2 separate regions of the Mus musculus genome follow, and region 1 is linked to region 2. A link is a contact called in public HiChIP or PLAC-seq data. All regions are on one chromosome and are shown on one strand. Each heading gives the region's core, a stretch centred on a gene start, on an enhancer-like site or on the middle of the called end of the contact. The rest is flanking DNA. Distances are from core to core; before and after follow the strand shown.

The links. HiChIP or PLAC-seq counts read pairs in DNA pulled down with a chosen protein or histone mark.
Region 1: a contact with region 2 is called in a CTCF HiChIP or PLAC-seq map of CD8 T cells, with 12 times the contacts expected there. The contact joins two enhancer-like sites. A contact is called at or near these places in 2 of 39 promoter capture datasets (the C10 cell line and liver), 3 of 15 datasets of contacts at CTCF or cohesin (CD8 T cells, large pre-B cells and pro-B cells), 4 of 484 Hi-C or Micro-C datasets (B cells, CD8 T cells, Th1 cells and 1 more), 12 of 115 datasets of contacts at active chromatin or transcription factors (the 230-238 cell line, CD8 T cells, the SCID.adh cell line and 7 more) and 2 of 9 other capture datasets (adipose tissue and liver).

The regions. Positions count from the first base shown.
Region 1 is chr13:30,759,830-30,766,755 of GRCm38.p6, forward strand. It overlaps Irf4 (interferon regulatory factor 4), which reads left to right. Exons shown (of 9, transcript NM_013674.2): 8 at 1,543-1,655; 9 at 3,698-6,926. The coding sequence ends at 3,838. Among named protein-coding and RNA genes, the nearest start is that of Irf4, 14 kb to the left of the region's middle. Within about 2 kb of position 1,637, at least 58 of the 459 cell types and tissues checked have an H3K27ac peak or open chromatin away from gene starts, as enhancers often do. A contact at or near this core is called in CD8 T cells, where this site is marked.
Region 2 is chr13:30,634,952-30,641,849 of GRCm38.p6, forward strand. No RefSeq gene overlaps it. Among named protein-coding and RNA genes, the nearest start is that of Gm35158, 22 kb to the right of the region's middle. Within about 2 kb of position 1,705, at least 10 of the 459 cell types and tissues checked have an H3K27ac peak or open chromatin away from gene starts, as enhancers often do. A contact at or near this core is called in CD8 T cells, where this site is marked.

The DNA.
Region 1 (6,926 bases), core at 387-2,886, 120 kb after region 2:
GCCCTCCAGAAGGCTACCACTCACTCCCTGCTTGATTAAGGTAGCTCAGAATAGTGACAATTGCCAGCGACAGGGCTTTGAGGTACACTAAGTCTTGGTGTGCCAAAGAGGATCCAATTTGGCAGGAAACAAATGCCAAAACAGAGCAGACACCTTGGACTAGAAATTTGCTTCCTAGGACTTATTAGTTATTAATGAGTAAGGGCTATTTCCCTTTGTTCCCTTCTTCTCTAGTGGGGCCTGTTGTTTTTGCTGTCCACAGTCCCCAAGCCCCACAGAGGCTCAGGGAAGATGACATTGCTGCAGAGAGGCCCAACAGCCTCAGAACCTAAGGATGCCCACCCAATGGTCCGGGAAGAGCAGGCTGAGGTGGGCTTTCTCAGAGAGTCGCATCCCTTGCTATTCTGACCTAGCCCCTCGTAGGTGTCTTCCCGGCCACAGTGCTATGCACTTTATACAGTGTGCCTAAACCCCTGGGTTTGATTTAAATTCTGGAAGAAGAAAGAGAAAGAAATGCAGGAAGTCAGTTCTGTGAGCTTCTAGAAGCAGTTCGGTTGCAGAGAGCAGTGGAAATCTTTGATGTCTACCCATTCTGGATTTGCACCCCACTAGGGACAGTCCCCATAGGCACAGTTGAGAATTCATATCTGATCAGGGCAGAGTCTTCATGCCTGCTCTGTGGAGGCAGCTTTTTAATGTCAGTTCTTTGATGCAGACAAGACCTGGGAACCTAGCTCTGGGAGGAGGAATAAAGGTTAATGCCAGTGAGTGGATGTGGCTTTCTGCTTGTGCTGGGGGAGGAAGCCAAGGCCTTGCACATACAAGGCAAGTGCTCTGCTCCAAGTGGCGATGCCCCCAGCCATGGGCAGGTTTCTTTTCAGCAATCTTGTCTGTTTCATGTCTCTCAGGCAGGACTAGCCTCAGCATGACATCCTTGTCAGAGGGGCTTCATTGGTCCCCTTCTCCCTGTATCATCCTGTCCCCAAAGTGAGATTGAAGCCTACTCTGGTTCTCCAGTTTTGGAGTTTTAGACCTAGTGCCAAGTAGGACACAGCTGCCAACAGCTGGTGAGAGAAACAGATGCTCTTGGTGCCCAGACACCACGTGGCCTCCATGGTTAGCTAGTGAGGTTAAAAAAATAACCCTGGGCCATCAGAACATTGTGACTCTTTACATTAAAATGTCTCCTTGGCCTGTGCTGATTGCTTGACTCAGCATGGCTACTTTTCTTTTTCTTCTTTGTCTTCTTCTCTTTGACCTTGTGCATTTCTGTGAGTGTAGTGCTGCAGACCCAAGTTCTTAAGGTTGGGTCATGTTCCTTAAGAGTAATGAAGTAAAACCAGTGCCAAGTCAGGAGATCATATGTGAACTTGACCATGTGATTTTGTGTCTAGGGTCTGCTCTAAGGGCTGGACTTAGGGGAACAGAGCCCGGGCTCTCCCAAAGCAGACTTCCACGTGACTCTGGCTTTCCGTTCACCCGCTTTACCAGGTGTCTGAACAGTTTGGTTTTTTTTTTTCTTTCTTTCTTGTGGGTTTTCAGAGCTGCAAGTGTTTGCTCACCATGGCCGGCCAGCACCGAGATTCCAGGTGACTCTGTGCTTTGGTGAGGAGTTTCCAGACCCTCAGAGACAGAGGAAGCTCATCACAGCTCATGTGAGTACCTGGTTACATCACCCGTAAATCACACACTGTGGAGCTGTCCCTTTTAGAGAAGTGGCAAGTGACGAGTAAATGTCAGCTCACCTGGGAAAATAGATGTAGACCTTAAAATAGTGCAGGAGGAAGCAGGCTCCAGTGAACACCACAGCTCAGGGAGGCACCCGCAACCTACTTCCAGACAAATTCTGTCACCACCGAATCAGCAGGGCAGATGACTTGGACCCAAGGCTCTGTTTGTTCTGTATTCTTTATTGTTTCATACAGACAGTTACCTGCCCTTTTATAGGAATTTTCAATAGTTGGGACCAAGTACTGCCCTTCGACATCTCTGTTTCTTGTGTGGTTTTAAAGATGCTGTCCTTTCGAGTAGAGTAGCACTTTCTCCCTGGGAGGCTGCCTGTTATGTATTATGCTTCATCGTGCCTCCTAACTTCAGATAGTTCCCAGACCCTCGTTTTGTTGCTGGACTTTAGGGAGTTATTTAACAGTTGGACAAGGGAGGTGGAGGAGGCTGAGTCTTCCCAGGAATCAGGTAGGTCGGTCTATCCTCACAGCTAGGGTTTATTCGGATAATGTTCATCACTCACTTAATAATTAAAAGGTAATTCTGAATACATGATGTTTTTTAATTAGAAAATTTTACTTAATTACATATCTTGAAAAGTATGCAGTGTGGAGTAAAGGTTGTGTCCCAGATAGCCACAATATCTCAGTGCAAATGGGATATTAGCTCTGATGATATCTCTTAGTGGAGACTGAAGACTAGGCATACAGCGCAATGGAAGGCATTTGCTAGGCAGTGGTAAAGCCCTGGGTTCTAAACCCCGCCTAGGATGGGGGTTGGGCACTGATGTTGAACATCCAGCCTCCCTTCTCGGTTGCAAAAAGTAAAATCTAAGAAGCAACAAACGGGCTGGAGAGATGGCTCAGTTGTTAAGAGCACAGGCTGTTCTTCCAGAGGTCCTGAGTTTAATTCCTAGAAACCACATGTGCCTTACAACCATCTGCAGTGAGCTCTAATGCCATCTTCTGGTGTGTTTGAAGACTGCTACAGTGAACTCACATACATATAAATCTTAAAAAAATAAAAGGCAATGAAACTATGATCCTGGCCTTGAGCCTTTTCTCAGTTCTAACTGGTGGTTGATATCAAATGAGACTGCAGATGTGTGGATGAATCTAGCATAGATAAGCAGTATTTTTTTTTTTAAGGTAGTGAGTAAATTCTAGCATAGATCTCATTTTAAGGACTTTGGGTGCAGTGGGGCTCCGCAAAAAGGGAGCAACAATAGTCATATAGGCAAAGGGCCTCAAAATGCTGCCCCGTGGTCCACAGATGGAAAACATACATGGTCACCCATGAACTCTGCTGGTCTCCTTATTACAGACTTAATTCATATGGGTGCTTACAGAGGAATCCTACCAGACATCACATATCAAATAACAAAGAGGCTTGATTTATTGATGATTGGTTGTTACAGAGCACACAGCCTGACTTGGTGAGGCTGGCTTTGACTGGGGATGCAATCGATGCTTATAAACAAACTAGGTCCATCAGAGCCAGCGAGCTGCTGTCTTGTGGCTGGCCAGCTCTGTCTTCTACTTGTGGTTCAGAGTTCTGTCTATTTCACAGTCATCTGGTTCTTCAGGATGAGCCCTTCTGTCAGACTCATGAGCCTCACTTACCCAGCATGTTACTTAGCCTTTTAATTTGGTCATCTCATTCAATAATGTCCAGTTAACTCATTCGCTAAATATCAAATCCAAGAGGTGATTGGTTTCAAAATGCCATATTTATCTTCTATTATAGAATCAAGAGTTCTTTTTCCAGGGTTTTTAATTCCAGGTATTATAAGAGCAAATGAAACTGGTTTTTCAAATGGCTCTGAATGTGAACTGCTTCACTGTGTTATGTTATCCTGTGCAGCTTGTAGGTTTTTACTTAGAGTCCTAGGGTCATTTCATGATGTCCCAATTGTATGGTGTTGAGAAGAATATTCTAGTGATGTCTTTTTTTCTTAAATGTCTTATTAAAGGTGGAACCTCTGCTAGCCAGACAACTGTATTACTTTGCTCAACAAAACACTGGACATTTCCTGAGGGGCTACGAGTTACCTGAACACGTTACCACTCCAGATTACCACCGCTCCCTCCGTCATTCTTCCATCCAAGAGTGAGAAGAAATACTCTGACAGGGCAGCCGGCTGCTGCCCTTTCTCTTTGGAAGAGCTAAGAAGTGAGTGGGTTTCCACTTGAAGACAACAACAGGGCTTTGTGAGGAAAAACAGCTGTATCTGCTCAACAGAGGAGCTTCCCCCAGAAGAGTGCCTGTCATCCAGGTCTTGACAAGTGCCAGGACTTGGGTGACTGTGCCCTGGCTTATAACTGTGAAACTTGATCAGTGTTGTGTTTACATGTACTTGAATGCTGGCTTTAGCCTGGTATAGATGGACTTTTGCTTGAAGACTGAAAACCTGTGCCAGCATGAATCCCTGACAAGAGAAGACATACGTATTATTGGTCCATTTCTCAGGGAAGTAAAGTCTAGACTAGAGACTACGCTGTCCACTCACAGAGAAACGCATTCCTGGATAGAGGAGCTGTAGGTTGCCCAGATCATGTCCACTGAGTGAAGGGACTTGGTTCTTAGGTCCAGTCTAGGCTATCATGTCCTGATCCTGCACTCTCTCTGAGTAGACCCTACATCCTGTTTGCTCCCTCTTCTTGCCCTTCCCTAAAAGCCAGCTGGTGGACTCTTGTTGCCACATACTTGAGCCAAAAAACCATCAGGGACATATAAGATGAGACATGTTTGCATCTCCTCTGATCTAACAACGGCTACAAAGTTTTTTGTTGTTGTTGTCTCCCCTTTCTGTTTTGCCTCTCATTCTTTAGAATTGTTGCTTTTTTGTAAAGAAAGGAAGAGAGAGAGACCGAATATACTAGAGATAGATTTTTAAAATTCTGTGCCATTTCCCCTTCTATTTGTTTTGTTGGCCATCAGTGGTCCCCATGGCAACACTGGAAGGGCGGAGCCTTTGAGCAGGTTGGGAACTGTCCCGGACACCAGTGGTTCAGTGTACAGCTGTAGACTCAGTGAGCTGTTTCTGCTTATTTTGTATATTAGATGCTTCCTTGTGCCAATAATAGTTTGACAGAGTCTCAAAGCTACCGGGCTTCTTTTCCAACAACACATTCTTTCACAGAATCCCAAAGAGTCTCACTTGCCTTCACAACCGTCTGATCCTTTATTGTTACTGTTTTGTTTAGGTGGCTTTGCCATGCTCTGGGATTTTTCTCCTACCACAACATCATTCCTGACTCTTTCGGGCTCAGAAAGAGTTAAGCGCTCTTGCACACTTGGCACTTACTTCTTTTTAATTTTTTTTTTAACATGCCACTCTTAATATTTCTTCTTAAGTCTTTCAGCAGCATACATTCAATAAGCAATGGACCATTGGGTGTCTCATTTCATTGTTTTATTTTTAAAAAGGAACCTTTGACAAATAATACACATTACAGAAAATGGAAGCATTTTTCATAGAGAAGGTAAGAACTGAAATGCATTTTATGTTCGAATCCTCCTTGCTAGTATTAGCCCCAAGAGTTCAGTCTGTCCTTTAAGCATGTTTTAGTTTTCAATACATATATATGAAGTTGCCCTTTCTTAGAGAGAGAGAGAGAGATATGTGATGACACTCTTATGTACCCAACTATACAGATTTACCTCATCTTTTGAGTGGCATGTGGACTTCCACTGCTATGTGCCTAGGTGCAGTTTAGACATCTTCTTAGCTACCCATCCCAGCAGCCCACTGAGTCTCGTGAACTAAAGTCACTTATACATCTTATAGATGCAAAACATTCTGGGGTATATTATCCCAAGGGAAGATGAAGGCAAAATCGGGAAGCACTCTTCCTGAGGCCCCAAGCCACAGCTGTCCTCCTGGAGTATCTTAACCATATCTGGCACTTCACCAAGGTCCCTTGCCTGGTCCTGTATGACCATGACTCTTCAGTCCATAAGCAGATGCTTTGTCTCAATTGCCATGTGAAGTCTTTTGGTTTTTGGTTTTTTTCCTTAATGTTAAGCTGTTTTAACAGTGAAGCTGAATTTTCTGGAAAATGCTGTATGGTTCGAGCCCCCAGTTCATGTTTCACTTTACAGCCATGCATGCTGATGCCTTCCATCTTGACAAATGGAATGATGGGTAAACACTCCTGACACAAAGAGGAACACCTTCCTCGTCCCTTGCTGAAACAAAGTGCAATGCACACAGTAGAATTTAGTTTGCTTGCACTGGAAGATGCCGTTGAAGAGGTAGGCTGAGGAACACTGTATCCTAGGGAGAAAATATGCAAGTCTCACGGGTGCTTTCTGTTGGCTTGTTTCTGGTCCTTGAGCAGGCTTAAGTATCTAGTTTCAAACTAGAAGCCCCAAAGCCCTCAGTCGTTGTCCTGGACAGAGTTGGTAGACCCCACCTGTAGAAATCCAGATGCACTCTGGGATTGGAGCACAGAGAGGCTTGCTCTATCGTGAGAATGCCCAGCCTGCAGAGGCCCAGGTGCGGTGCCTGAGTGGCTGTATGCCAGACACAGGAACGCCAGCAGGCTGAGTGTGGTGACTGATATGTGAGGTGCCCTTGCCCTGCAGACAGGCTGAATGTGAGCCCCAGCAGCAGAGGATTCTGAGAGTCAGGGTGGTGTCATGTCCTACACAGGAAGAGCCTTCAATATTACTTTTTAAACGAACTTTCCCATTGCTGATATTTTGATAAAAACCCACACAAGGTTTAATTACATGCCCCCTCATCCCTCTCCACACAGTCTTGCCCATCCCACTGGTGAATTGTTGTTGTTCTTGTTGTTGTTTTTTGTTATTGGTGAAAATTGTGAAATTGTTAAGGTCTCTGTTTTTGTTATTTATCTCCCTAAATCACATGGCTGCTGCATACATTGCAATGTTGCCCTACCACATGTATGTTTTTGCAAGTTGCTTCTTCACTCATTGAAGAAGCCTGCACCGTAAGTGAAACTCACTTAGTCCTTGCTAATTGCTGCTCACTGTCACGTGAACGCAGAGAAGGCTGATTTTCCTGGACCCATTTTCAGTGCTTTGAGGAACATGAGTCCAGAGTATATTGAAGTAGAAGACAGTGTTTGGCAAGCCAGTTCTTATTAGACACTGCTACAGGCTTCACAATCTTCAAGGTGGACCCACCTCATGTGGAAGGGCATCATTGCCCCTCTGCTCCCATGCGCTGT
Region 2 (6,898 bases), core at 455-2,954:
AAGGAACTTTATTTGTTTAGAAAGTTCTTTCCAAGATCCATTCATATTGTAGCATGTATCTGAATTCCTTTGGAGGACTGAATAAAATCCCTCTCTATGGCTAGATCGTGTTTTGTTTATTTATTGGTTGATGGCTATAAGGTTTATTAAATGATTTTTAGTAAACATTGGCCTCTGAGTATCCAGCTCACTATTTTCAGTTCTTTGTGATCTATGTCAAGGAACTGAGTTGCCAGATTGTGGTATAATTGTACGTATAACTGTGTAGAAACATTACACTGCTTTCCACAACGGTTGTAGCATCTTAAATTCTCATTAGCAATGTACAAGGATCCCGGATTATCTCTGTCCTCACCAACACTCGTTTATTATGGCTTTAATTAGCATTTTCCTAGTGATTAGTAGTGTTAACGATTCATGACTTTATTCCTCATTTGTATATCTTCCTTTATTGGGCTTTCTGTCTTTGTCTTTTTGACAAAAACAAATAGTTGAGTTCTGGAAGTTTTTTAATTGATTCTGAATATTAATCTTATTAGACACAGATATAATTTATAAATATTCATATTTTATAGGTGTCTTTCACTTTCTTGATAATATCTTTTAAGTACAAAACTTTTGATAAAATATATAATATACCATACTTTTTTCTTTTGTTGCTTGGTTCTGTGAGAAACTATTATCAAATTCCAAGAAATATCAATTTATTCCTATTTGGGTCCTGAATTTTTTTTCAAGACTTATTTTTATTTTCTTCAATATTTTAAGCATGCATTTCTCTCTATTTTATGTGTATGAGTGGTCTGCCCACACATATGTGTGTGCGCTATGTTTCTGGTACCCAGGAAAGCCAGAGAGAGAGAGGATCAGGCGCCTTGGAACTGGAGTTATAGACAATGTGAGGTGCCAACTGGTATTGGGAATTGAACCCGAGTCCTCTGCAAGAGCAAGTAGTCTTAATCCCTGAACAGTCTCTCCAGCTCGATGTTCTCCTTCCCACTTCCTCCTTCAAAGGTTTAGGTTCACAGAAAAATTTAGAGGAAGGTAAAAAATTTCCCACATATGCCTGGCATCCTCCATTATCAAAATCCTCCCTAGGGTTATGCAAACATCTTATGAACTCACCCTGGACACCATAATTACCCAAATTCCATAATGTACCTCGGAGATTACCTTTGGTGTTGTAATTTCTACAGATATCTATCATTTCATCATTCTATTTTAAATCCATAAAAAGCGCCAGTGACTTCCAAGAGTCTAGTGGGCGGGGTTCTCCGTTCATTCACCCGCTGCAAGGACAGTTTCGAATGCATGCAAGTCAGGATCTAATTTTTTTATTTGCTGCAGCTGTTTTAATATCATTTGTGAGACAAACTATTTTTCTCTTGTTGAATGAAACTGGCACCTATATCAAAAGCAATTGGCCATAGATGGTGGATTTAATCTGGGAGCATATTGATCCTTTTCTGTCTCTGTTCTCTCCACACTTTTATCCCTGTGTCAAGTTTTACCAGTGTCAAGTTTTACCACCTTGTTTTGTGTATCGCACCCTCAATGGGTGTTAGAAGTATGGATCCTCTGTTATAGTTTAAATGGGAGATGTCCCTCATGGGCCCCTGTGTCTGAGGACTTAATACCCAGGTGGCAGTGCTGTTCTAGAAGGCATGGAACCTGTGAAAGGACACGTGGCTGTTACTGTCAGAGGTGGGTCACCCCCATAGGCCTTTGAAGGTGATACCCACTTCTGCTTCCTGCCTACGCTCTCTGTGTCTTAGTCCTTGACAGATTTAAAGTTCCTCAAAGAGATAAAACAAATGGTTCGTCCTTAGAGTTGAGATAGGTTTTTCTCTTTCAAGGTTATTTTGGCCACTGTGGGCCAGTTGAAATTTTACTATCAGCTTTCCCATGTCCTCAGTAGAGGCTGTTGGAATACTGAAAGTAATGGCATGAATTTGGGTAGGTACCCACCTCAGCAATATTACAATTTCTATTCCACGAGCACAAGATGTCTTTGTATTTTTTTCCTTTCTTTTTTTTTTTTTCCAAAAATGTTTGTGTTTTCAAATACATCTTTTATGTCTTTGGTTAAATTTTTGTTGTTATTGTTTTTATTTTTTGTTTTGTTTTTCAAGACAGGGATTTCTGTGTAGTTTTGGCTGTCCTGGAACTTGGTCTGTAGACCAGGCTAGCCTCAAACTCACAGAGATCCACATGCTTCTGCCTCCTGAGTGCTGGGATTAAAGGTGTGCACCACCAACACTCTTTCTTTAAATTTGTTGGAAGGTAATTACATTTTAAAGATATGTTTGTAAACTGAATTGCTTTTTAAAATGTGGGTTTTTTGATTGTTCTTTGCTGGTATGTAGAAACATACCTAATCTTTGTGTGTTGATCTTATAAGCTATGATTATTCCTCCACTGAGGACATGAGAAAGCTGATACTGAAAATTATAGACAATTTCAAGTGGCCCACAGTAGCCAAATTAATCTTGAGAAATTGTGGTCTAGTAGATTCTTTAGAACCTTGACTGTTGTGTCTCCTGCCACTGCAGATAGCTAGCTTCTTCCTTTTCAATTTGATTTCCTTCTTCTCCTTATCTGATTTTTCTTACTAGAATCTTTGATACTGAATCAGAGGTGAGAGCAGACAACCTTGTCTTGAAGGGAGACTAGGAAATCTAAAAGGGAAAGGTTTTCAGTCTTTCACTATTGAACCTGATGTCATCTGTATGTTCCACAAATGGCTGGTAACACATCTAAGAAGATGTATAAAAACTCCAGCTTTGTGAATCATTTTTAAGCTTGAAGCCATACTGAATTTTATCAAATGCCTTTTGCATCAAATGAGATGATCACGTGTTTCCATTCATTTGTCCTGTTAATTTTAGATTGTTTGGTGGGCATACAAAGTGATGGTCTAATTGTGACATTTTCATATGTACATCTCACTAAGCTGTTCCTATCCTCCCACACATCTCTTCCCCTCCACCACCCCCTTGATGCCCTACTAACTTAATAGATCTAATATAGTGATTATTTTCAATATTTCTTTTAACCACCTTTGTTCGTGGTGGGTAATTCTCACTGACTCAGTGTGTAATGTCATATATCATATGATTTAATTTGCTAATGTTAGGTTGAGATTGTTGCATTTGCATTTTTGAAAGATATTTGTCTATAATTATCTTGTGGTTTTTTTTTTTTTTAGCCTTGCTCTTCATGTGATGGTGGATTTTTACAAGTTAAGATGGTTTTCCTCCTCCTCTACCTCCTCCTCCTCTTCTTCCTCCTCCTCCCTTCCTCCTTGTTTTACAAGAGTTTGTAAAGAACTGTTATTGATTATTCTTAAACATGGAATAGAATTCACCACTGAAGCTGTATGGCCCTGGATTCTTTATTGAGAGGTATTCACCCTTGATTCAATCTTTGGTGACAAATCTGTAGAGGTTTTCTATTTCTTTGTATGTCAGTTTGGATAATTTATGTTTCTAGGAATGTGTACAGTTCATTTAACTAACTTATCTGATTTGTTGGTACATACTGTTCCTAGTAGTCATGTCTAACATTTCATTTCTGTAAAGCTAGTACTAATTTCTCTACTCCTGTTTCTGACTTCACTCTTTTGCATCTCCTGTTTTCCCGCTTTCTGTCTCAGTAGACCTGTTGAAAAGTCGGCTACCTATATTGTTGACTGACTCTATTTTTTGCTCTAGGTTTCCCTTATCTCCAGTCTGATATTTGCTATTTCCTTCCTCCTTCAGGTTTTGTAGATGAAAGTTGGTGTTTTCTTCTCCTGGTGTGTGGTATATATCCTCAAGGTGTAAAGGTGCTTTGTCCACTCACGTTTGTCTAGGTTTAATAGGCGGGCACTTGGATTATACAGTTGCCTGTCAGCTTTGCCTTTGATGGGTTCTTAAATTTAGTATGCTGTTTCTGCTTTCAACCATTTCTGAGTATTTCCCCATTTCCCTTCTGATCTCTTCTTTGACTCTGTTGTACTTTGAAAACAGGTGGTTCATTTTCACACACTTGTGATTTTTCCATTATTCTACCATGCTCTGGGTTTCTAGCCATGGTTTCATTCCACTGTGGTTGGAGTAGACACGATCTATCTTGGAGAATGTTCCATGTGTGTGTGAGAAGAAAGCATATTGTGTATTTCTTAGGTGATCTGCGTGATTGTTGGATTTAGTCAGCTCATCCTGTTATTTAAGCTCTCTGCTAAGCCACCTTCTGTCTGATTGTTGCATCTATTATTTAAAAGGGATATTGAAGTCTCCAAGTCTTGACTATTTTTTCCTTCATTATATTACTTTACTGATGGGTGTCAGTCTGGTGCTGCTATGTATTCAAATGCTAAATGCTGGCCCCAAAGATCTGTTTGCCCCCATGAGCAGATCCTCATGTACACCAAGTGATGCTATATAAACCTTGCTCTCCAATGTAAAGTTATAGGTTAAATAAAACAAAAGTGGCTACAGCCAATTATTTGGGAGAATAGAAGTAGGTGGGGTTTCTGTTACTGAGCTGGGTGTCTCAGGTAGGAACCACAAGAAGGAGAAGGAGATGAAGGAGAAAGGAGATGGGAGAGCAGAAGGCTTCCATTATATGTGATGGACCAGGAACATGTGGTCAGAAGAAATGAACGCAGAGGACAGGCTGATGGAGTGGAGCCCCAGAAAGACTCAAACAGCAAATAACGAGGGACGTATACCTGGGATGGAAGTTACAATAACTCATGACTTGCCCAATCTAGGCTTATAGCTTGTAAAGAAGACCTGGATTTTGTGTCTTTTATACAGACGCGGATGAGCTAGAATATATAAATCCCTTTTACAGATGAAAATTAACGTGGGAAGCATATAACCGAAACCTTTTATTTCATATTCGGCTATTAGACTGAGCCCTGGGTAAAAGATGGTTTCTAGCCAAAGAACAGATAAGAAAAGCCACATACATTTCAGAGGCACTCTGTTAAGAGAAGCCTTTGCTTTTCAGCAAAGCCAGCAGGGGATAGCAAGCTGATTCTGCACTAGGGTCACTTTTGGACTGTAGTTTCTCAATGCACTGCCCAGAGCTATGGCCCAAGGACACATCTGTCACCTGCCAAGGAAAAAGCACTCCCTGGCTAGAAGTTAGCTGGTGCAAATCAAAGAGCAAAGGGAGGTTCCAACTAAGGAGCTGGAGTTAACCACCATGAACACATGTTGGTCTGAGGAGTATATAGCCACACAAAAGGATAACAAGAACCTGTTCCCAATGCTACACTGCGACTGAAAAAACCCAAACTTCTAAACTGGGTATAAAATTTCATAGGAAGAAATATATACTTGTCTCTGAAGGAAATGAGTGTTAGAAAAAATATTTTCTATGTTTTCTATGTTAAAAATAAAATTAAAAAGGGGGCAGGGGAGATGGTTTAGCAGTTAAGAGCACTGACAGATCTTCCAGAGGTCCTGAGTTCAATTCCCACAACCACATGGTGGCTCACAACTATCTGTTATGGGATCTGATGCCCTCTTCTGGTGTGTCTGAAGAGAGCAACAATATACTCACAATAAATAAATAAATATATCTTTAAAAGAAAGAAAGAACAAAAGACAGACAGACAGAAAGAAAGAAAGAAAGAAAGAAAGAAAGAAAGAAAGAAAGAAAGAAAGGAAGACACAATGTCAATGGACATATGGATTATATATAATTTTGCTATACTTATCAACATAAAAATAATTATTTTTTCAGTAATGATTACAATTTTATATATCCTTTTAAAGATAGATCAAAATAAGACAGACTTGGAAAAAGGAAAGACTGAGAAATTAGATGCTAATTTGGAGACCATAAAATAGAGATTGGACAATTTTTGAATCAAAATAAGAAACCTTGAGAAGATTCCAATCTGGAACTTACAATAACCAAACAAGTAATTCCAGATTTTTAAAAAGCTACAAAGGCTTAAAGAATTAAAATAGCAGCCCATAAAAATACAATAATATATTGAGCCAGGCGTGGTGGCGTACGCCTTTAATCCTAGCACTCGGGAGGCAGAGGCAGGTAGATTTCTGAGTTCGAGGCCAGCGTGGTCTACAAAGTGAGTTCCAGGACAGTCAGAACTATACAGAGAAACCCTGTCTCAAACAAACAAACAAAAAATACAATATATTACATTGAAAATCCACATTCTACTTATGGATACTACCTTAGAACAATGTCATACAATGAAATGTGTGTTTAATCTTATAGAGTTTGGAGAACTGAGATAGGTACATGTGTTGACGCACCTTGCTACTGATGCATATTCAGAATTCCAGTGGGTCTTGAATTATGAAAAGGATGATTCTGAGACTACACAGCTACTAGAAATGGTGACTGTCTTGTAAATGCCTTTGATGGTCAGAACTAATATTGCGCAGGCCGATATAGTCATTAGAATACAACTGTTCTAAATACATTATGGCAAAAAGCCTGTTCCTGATATAGTTTACAATCCTACAGGTCCAACCATTATGGAGAAATCAAACAAAAATTTAAGGGAGGTGTTCCTACAACAAAGGGAGGGTAAAAATCACCCAGGGTTACATTAAATGATATTTTGTTGACTTTAAATATTTTACAAGTCAATGAAGCAAGTAACACAGCTATTTTTTTTAAAAAACTCACTAAGATTTAGAAAGTACTGCTGAATTATATTAGCCTATAGAAATCCTGATTACAAAATGGAAAAAAAGGGTGGTGGGTTGGAGATGAGGTGGGGACACCATTGTGAACTATGCATGCATAGGTACAGAAATGATTATAGGCATCAATGTATTCCATGCCTCTGAAAGGGGTGAGATTGATCAGAAATAACTACTGCATGCTGCCTTGATTTCCAAATAGTCTTCAACAAAAGAAAGAAAGA